Linked DNA regions of Gossypium hirsutum: region 2 is linked to region 1. The links are chromatin contacts, called in public Hi-C maps. All regions are on one chromosome and are shown on one strand. Each heading gives the region's core, a stretch centred on a gene start, on an enhancer-like site or on the middle of the called end of the contact. The rest is flanking DNA. Distances are from core to core; before and after follow the strand shown.

Region 1 (3,496 bases), core at 558-3,057:
CTTAAAAGCAACCTTCATTTGTTTTGATCATTATCAAGAATGTTAGAGAACAAGCGGCACAACCAAGTACAAAAACCTTGCATATTGGACTAACAGTCTAGCAGTAAAATAAAATGAATCAAACAGCTATGTCTTTCGATTCACAGATTACTACCAGACCAGGTTTGAGAAAATAAATTCTAATCAACTTATAAGAAGGGTCATTGATGTAGGAGATTAACCTAAAATATATCACATCTCTAAGAATATCATCCTTGAAAATTAAATTAACTAACAGATGAGCTAAGAACCCATCAATAAGCAAAGTGAATGACTACCAGTTCGATGCTTAACAAGTGCATCTCATCCTTCAAATATAATACTTGTTGTTTCTTTTGATTGTCTTGGCTAAGAACCAAAATTTGCAATCTGCCTTTTCTTTTTCTTTTGAGCCTATGCATACTTCACCTTATATAAAGCTCTTCTTGTGTCAATTGGTGCTGACTGAATGCACTTATCTATTAGAGCTGGTAAAGGGGTTATATAATCACTGGTATATATCTCGGGGCTAAACAAAACCTGTCAAACCAACCATTAAAAAAGAAAAAAACATCAGCAGCAAGCAATCTTCGAGTAGCAATTTTCATTTCTTGAAAAATAAAGCAAATCATCAAATACCTAGTTGCATCATCGAAGTTGGAAAATGCCAAAGCATGTCATTAGGAAATCTAAATACAGGGAAATCAAGAAAAACTTGCACACCCAGTCACCCAGCTATTTTTGAACCGATGCAAGCTGACTTTAATCATCAAAGAAAATATATATTGTTGGAAAGATCATGCTAAGGCATACTCTATATTCTCTCTGATTAAAGACAGATTTTTTAGGATAAGCAAATCAGAGAAAGAGCAGGAGTGTCCTCTTTGACAAATTAAAAATAGGCATGAATGTTAGCTTCCAGGAAACCAAGCCTCTAGGATGAACATAGTTAAATTATTGACGATAAGGAAAAGGTCAAGCATCCCAGTACTTAGACATTGATATAAGGGAAAAATCTTCATAAGATAGCCAAGAGATTTATCCATTTGAGAGAGTTAGTTAATCAGGGTCCTTGAAATACTCCAAAAGGAACATGCTAATATAACACTGACATCCCCACAAAAAAATTCTTATTAAATATGAAGAAATTCCAAAAGTTCCAGTAACCTTGAACTTAGAAATGACTTCGCAAGGAAAAAGTGTAACAAACCTCAGGACCTAAAAATCGTTCATAACCAATATCACAGGCGTATGGTGCCCCCGTCTTCAGTCTAATTCCCCTCCATTGTTTGATGAACTTGGCAGGTTCTTTGTCATGCTTGTTGAACTCCTAAAAAAATTACAAAAAATAGTTATTATCAGATTACCGTTTGAATGCCAGAAGTTGGGAACTTCATTACAGCATCTAAAGCTGGAGTAAGAATCCTGAGGTTAATGGCTGTCCCAAAATATTTCCAAAATCACAATCCAATGAAAGAAAACAACCTTGACAATGTCAGAACATGTATAGCAGTACATCTCCTTCACTTTCCGAGCTGCTTCAAATGAATCCTCAGGTGGCATTTTCTCTCCTCTTTCCTGCAAAGGGCAAGATTTCATGATAACTAAATAGTAGTTATTTTACAATCTCCATATCCTCAAATCTAAGATGGGCTCACATACATGCTGTTACGGGAGAAACTGCTAGGGATAGGATAGCCGGTGGTTTTAAAATTCAGTTGTAACCGCTAAAAAGTAGGGAGGGAAACATTTCTTCAAAACGGTGAGTTTTAGTGTTGAGTGAAACGGTGCATTTCCATTAGTAATACGGTGCCTTTTATATTAAACCTAAAACGGTGAGTTTTGACAGCTGTTAGTCTACAGCTGTGATAACTAAATGGCCGTTCGTTAGTTCATTTTCAGCTACTTAAGGAAAACAGTGTAAGCAAGGAAATATTCATTGTATTTTGGATCAAATCAAATCGTTTCTTCCTCCCAATTTCTCTTCTGTTTCTCTTCTCGTCTCTCTTCTTTTCTTCACTGGAAATTTTCGCAACAAAAGTATCAGAGCTTCAGTCGGCTCTCATAGCAAGCTGTAGGGTCACTACTAGGCTTCAGAAGGATGTCAACCAACTTCAACAGGATCTTGGATCACAAGGAACAGTAGCAATCCATTCGCATCTCCCATTGTTATGGTCAGAAAAAAAGATGGCAATTGGCGACTCTGTGTAGACTACAGAAAATTGAACCAGATGACTGTCAAAGACAAGTATCCAATTCCAGTAATCGAAGAATTACTCGATGAGCTTGGTCAGGCTGCTTTCTTCTCTAATCTCGACTTGCATTCTGGCTACCATCAGATTAGAATGAAGGATGAGGGTATGTGCAAAACTGCATTTAGGACCCACAAGGGTCACTACGAGTTCCTAGTCATGCCTTTTGGCTTGACTAATGCACCCTCCACATTTCAATCCTTGATGAACAGTGTGTTTAAGCCCTTTCTCAGAAGGTCAGTACTAGTATTTTTTTTATGACATACTAGTATATTCTACTACTTGGCTCGAACATCTGGCACACCTCAAGGCAGTTTTGCAGTAACTAAGGGTCCATCAGTTGTATGCAAAAAAATCCAAATGCAGTTTTGGAGTACAGGAGATAAAGTACCTTGGACATTTGATCTCTCAAGGATTAGTAGCCATGGATCCCTCAAAGGTCGAGTGTGTGATGCATTGACCTAAGCCTGGTTCTCTTAAGGAGTTGAGAGGGTTCCTAGGGTTATCGAACTACTATAGGAGGTTCATCAAGGGATATGGTCTTATAGCCAGACCCCTCACTTACATGTTGAAGAAAAACAAGGAATGGAACTGGTCTGCAGAAGCTGAGACAACTTTTAATCGGCTCAAACAAGCCTTTTGCACTGCTCCAGTGTTGGCCCTACCGAATTTTCAAAAAGAGTTTTGTGTGGATACGGATGCTAGTGGTGCAGGGGTAGGGGCAGTTTTACACCAGCAGGGGAAGCCTTTGCCATACTTCAGCAACACCTTAGGCATTAGATACCAAACCATGTCCATATACGAAAAAGAGATGTTAGCAACCCTCTTGGCTGTTAAAAAAATGGAATCCATACTCTGTAGGGAGAAGGTTTCATATATGGACTGATCACTAAAGCTTATGGTTCCTCACTGACAAGTAGGCAATTACTCTGTATCAACAGAAGTGGGTTACCAAGATGTTTGGCTACGATTTTGTGGTGTCTTATAAATAAGGGTCCCAAAATGCAGCGGCTGATGCCTTATCGAGGAGGCCTAAGGAGCAGGAGGGTCAACTTTTTCAATACACAGGGAGTATGGTTCTGACTGAGTTGTGGTAGAAGGCTTTGGATTCCTAGTTATTGGATCCACGGTTGCACACTATTTGCAAGGATATTCAACAGCAACCTGACTTGCATCCTAAGTATTCATGGATGGAAAGGTATTGCGTAGAAAAGGGAAGATTATCA
Region 2 (3,496 bases), core at 463-2,962, 140 kb before region 1:
GAATTGTGGTCGGGAAAAGGTTGGTGGCGTTGAATGGGATATGACTTCAGACTGATATGCTGGGAACTATGGAACAACAGCTATAGGTTCGATGGGAATCTCCACCTGAGGGGAGGGTCAATTTGAAAAGTAGTTTTGGCCATATTTACCGGAAAGCAAACCGGGCGGCTGATCAAATTAACACTCTGTCTGACTATATAGATACAATCATCCCCCGTCAGAGCTGCTCGATATTCCTCTAAGTCAAGGGGAAACTGCACTGTGTAATCTGATGTTTGCCAGAGCTTAGCTCTCTTCTGTTACCACATATATATAATATTAAAAAAAAATTAAAACAATAATAGAAATGTATAGATATACTATTGTATCAAATTTTATGTAAAAGCTTAAAATTATATTAACTTCGATAATACAATTATATTAAAAAATGACATAAATATAATAATACGAATATATAGATTATAAGGGATGAAATTAATGGAACTATAACCAAGGAAAATTTGTTATTTTTTGTTTAAAGTAAATAACGAGAAAGCTTCATTAACATAAGGTGCAATTACAGGTAATTTACATGCCATTACACCCCATACAAGATCCACAATCTCACTGAGATCTCATCCTATTAAGCTGGTTCAAAGCCGGTTGCAGAATGTTGTAGGCCACCCAAAGAAGAGCTGGTGCTACAACGAAGAGGAGAAGGGTACCCCTATTGTCACTAGATGCAGCATCAGCTACCATAGCTATCTCACTGGCCGATGCTTCCGGTGTTGACATGAACCCTGATGCAGCCAATCCTCCGAGCCCTAGCCCTATGATAACCCCTTTGGAGCTCCTCATTCGGTTCAGCTGGTTAAGTGCTGGCTGGAGGATGTTGAAGAGGACCCAAGCGATCGCTGGGATTATGGGAAGCAATAGAGCTAGCCCACGGTTGTCTCCTTCAGCTATTTCAGCAATCTGTTGTGCAGCTAAGGCGGGGTCACATGAGCTCAAGGTTGAGAAGATAGCTCCAGCAATGGCGCTGCCAGCGAGTGAAGACGGTAGGTTTGAGTTGTTGGCCGGTTTTGAGATGGTGAGGCCTTTGGGGAGGTTCTGCATGGAGAGAAGGGAGAAGGGCTTTGGGGTTGGCTTTGTTGGGCTGCTCATCTTAGTTGAGCTGATGCTTAGGCATTTTGCATTGAGCATCGCCATTGTTGCTACACTTGCTGCCATTTTTTTATGTTTTTGGGTTTAGAATTGTGCTGTTGATCCCAGGGGAGTTGGGGCGGGGGAGCTTTTTGTGGCAGAGAAATGGAGTTTCAATTGCCTCTGGCTGAGGATTTGGGTTTTGGGATATAAGATTTAATGTGAAGCAAATCAAATAATGTCCAATAAAATGAAGGTCTCTGGATTCTACTCTTATCCAGATGATATGATGTGTGAGATATGGACCTCATGTTGGATACCCCACCACAATTTTCTTATCGCCACCAATGGCATATTCTTAAGGTCAATTTGTTAACATTAAGCCGTTCATTTCACATAATATCTATCTGCACTTCACCAGCTTATATTGTTTGATGAAAACCATGTCCAGAGGCTCAAATACATAATGAAGCCCAAAGGCCCACCTTGCAAAGCTGAAGTCCATTCTTTGGGCTGCTCTCTCTGTCTCCCTCTTTTTGTTTTCAAAGTCTTCCTCTTTGTTTCGAGGTTAATACGTTGATACCTTAAACTTTTTGGAAACCACAAGGCTCAAACTATTAAAAGTATTTAGGTACCTTTTGTATATTATAGAAGTGTAATTTATTCTTCATAGGATAAATATGTATAATATAATACGTTTGATGTTCGTGCAAGCAAATTTAATAAAAAATTTCATGGAAGACTGTTTAAAAAAAAATTAAACATGATGTTGGTAGATATGTTTATGGATTGACTTGAAAATTTTGTTTTTCTTACTTGAAAATTCATTTTTTTAAAAATAGTATATTATGTGTGAATCACTGATTTTGTTTTTCAATATTCGTTCGGTTACAATTGGACAAAGTTAGTATAGTTATAAAATAGAGATGGACAACACAATTGTTTATGTAATTTGAAAACTTCTTACATCTATGAGATCTTACCTAGAGAGTGACCCAATATAAATTAATAAAGTACAAATCGTAGTTTAAGTTCAAGTCATAAACTAACTTGCAACCTCACTTCTATACTTCAAACTAGATCACACTCTCAGAAACTATTTCCCTTTGAAACCTTAGTTGTAAACCAATGAATAATCCAATTTACTAATTTACTTGCACAAATTATGCACTAAAACAATTCATAAATTAACAAAATAGAACTTCTGTCTCTATGTGTGTAACACCCTTAACCCAACCCGAATTACCGAATCTAAATCTCGGGTATTACTTTACATTTCACTTAACAAAATTTCAAAACAGTCAACATGTACACTTGACTTAAAATATATTTTTTTATCATTTTATTTAAAGAATCAACATTAAAGGAACAAAGAAAAGTATTTAAAAATAAAATAATACATCATCCGAATTCTGTACAATGAGATAATTAATTTTTAGTGAAGAGGGGTCGGAACTGTCGAACAGCGAAACAGGGGAAACTTTAAAGAATAAACTGTACTTATTGGCTAAACCAAAAATTCTGAAAATTTTATGGTAAGAAGATATGTGAGCCTAGTTTCGGGGAAAATTAGTGGATCTTAATTTGGAGTTCCGTAACTCAAGATATAAATAATTTAGTGACTATGACTCAATGAGACAACTTTGAATGAACTATAAATAATAATGGAATTATAGAGAATGTTACATATGAACATGAAATGTATTAGATTAATGATTAAATTTATTTATTTAGATCCAGAAAATTCAAATACGAAGCTAGATCGAGGAAAAGAAAAAGTTTGGGATTAGTAGATTTTTTTTACGAACAAGTATCGAGGTAAGTTCGTATAACTTGAATTATATTCTTAAATTCTTGAAATGTTTGTTATTGATGTGAATATGATTTGAATGTTCATTGAATGAAAATTAATGAAACATTGATATATTTAATAAAAAAAGGGAAGAAATCCCGGTTGAATGGAAGGAAAATTCGATGGATCTCTGAAAAGGAATTGACGGTAAAAAGGATCTAGCCCAGACGGATGATCCTATTTTGATATAGCCCTCCCAAAGAATATGTGGAAAATGGATTTAGCCTAGACGGGTAATCCGAATTAGGGTCTGAATTTAGCCTGGACTGGTAATTCAGATCCAGGCTCATTAGAGTAATTGTCATTGTAGGGGATTTAGCCTGGACTGGTAATCCCGATAATACTCTATGAGTTTATATTACAGGGGATTTAGCCTGGACTGGTAATCCCGACAATACTCTATGAGTTTATTAATCCCACTGTAAGGATGAGGTTCGCAGGAGTGTGCTCTCTGAAATGGAAATGTGCGCACATGAATATGAATTGACGGACCCGGATTTGTACACTAAAGTGTACCCCTGA

What was found. A called contact is a pair of places that touch in the nucleus more often than the background predicts.
Region 2: a contact with region 1 is called in a Hi-C map of leaf, with 2.1 times the contacts expected there. The contact joins the promoter of LOC107920999 here to the enhancer-like site in region 1. A contact is called at or near these places in 2 of 34 Hi-C or Micro-C datasets (hypocotyl and leaf).

Annotation. Positions count from the first base shown.
Region 1 is chrD01:52,710,447-52,713,942 of Gossypium_hirsutum_v2.1, reverse strand. It overlaps LOC107921268 (actin-related protein 3), which reads right to left. Exons shown (of 8, transcript XM_016851142.2): 4 at 1,504-1,596; 5 at 1,229-1,348. Among protein-coding and RNA genes, the nearest start is that of LOC107921268, 5.5 kb to the right of the region's middle. Within about 2 kb of position 1,807, at least 2 of the 9 cell types and tissues checked have an H3K27ac peak or open chromatin away from gene starts, as enhancers often do. A contact at or near this core is called in hypocotyl and leaf, where this site is marked.
Region 2 is chrD01:52,847,748-52,851,243 of Gossypium_hirsutum_v2.1, reverse strand. It overlaps LOC107920999 (photosystem II core complex proteins psbY, chloroplastic), which reads right to left and starts at 1,712. Exons shown (of 1, transcript XM_016850843.2): 1 at 475-1,712. The coding sequence starts at 1,209. The coding sequence ends at 604.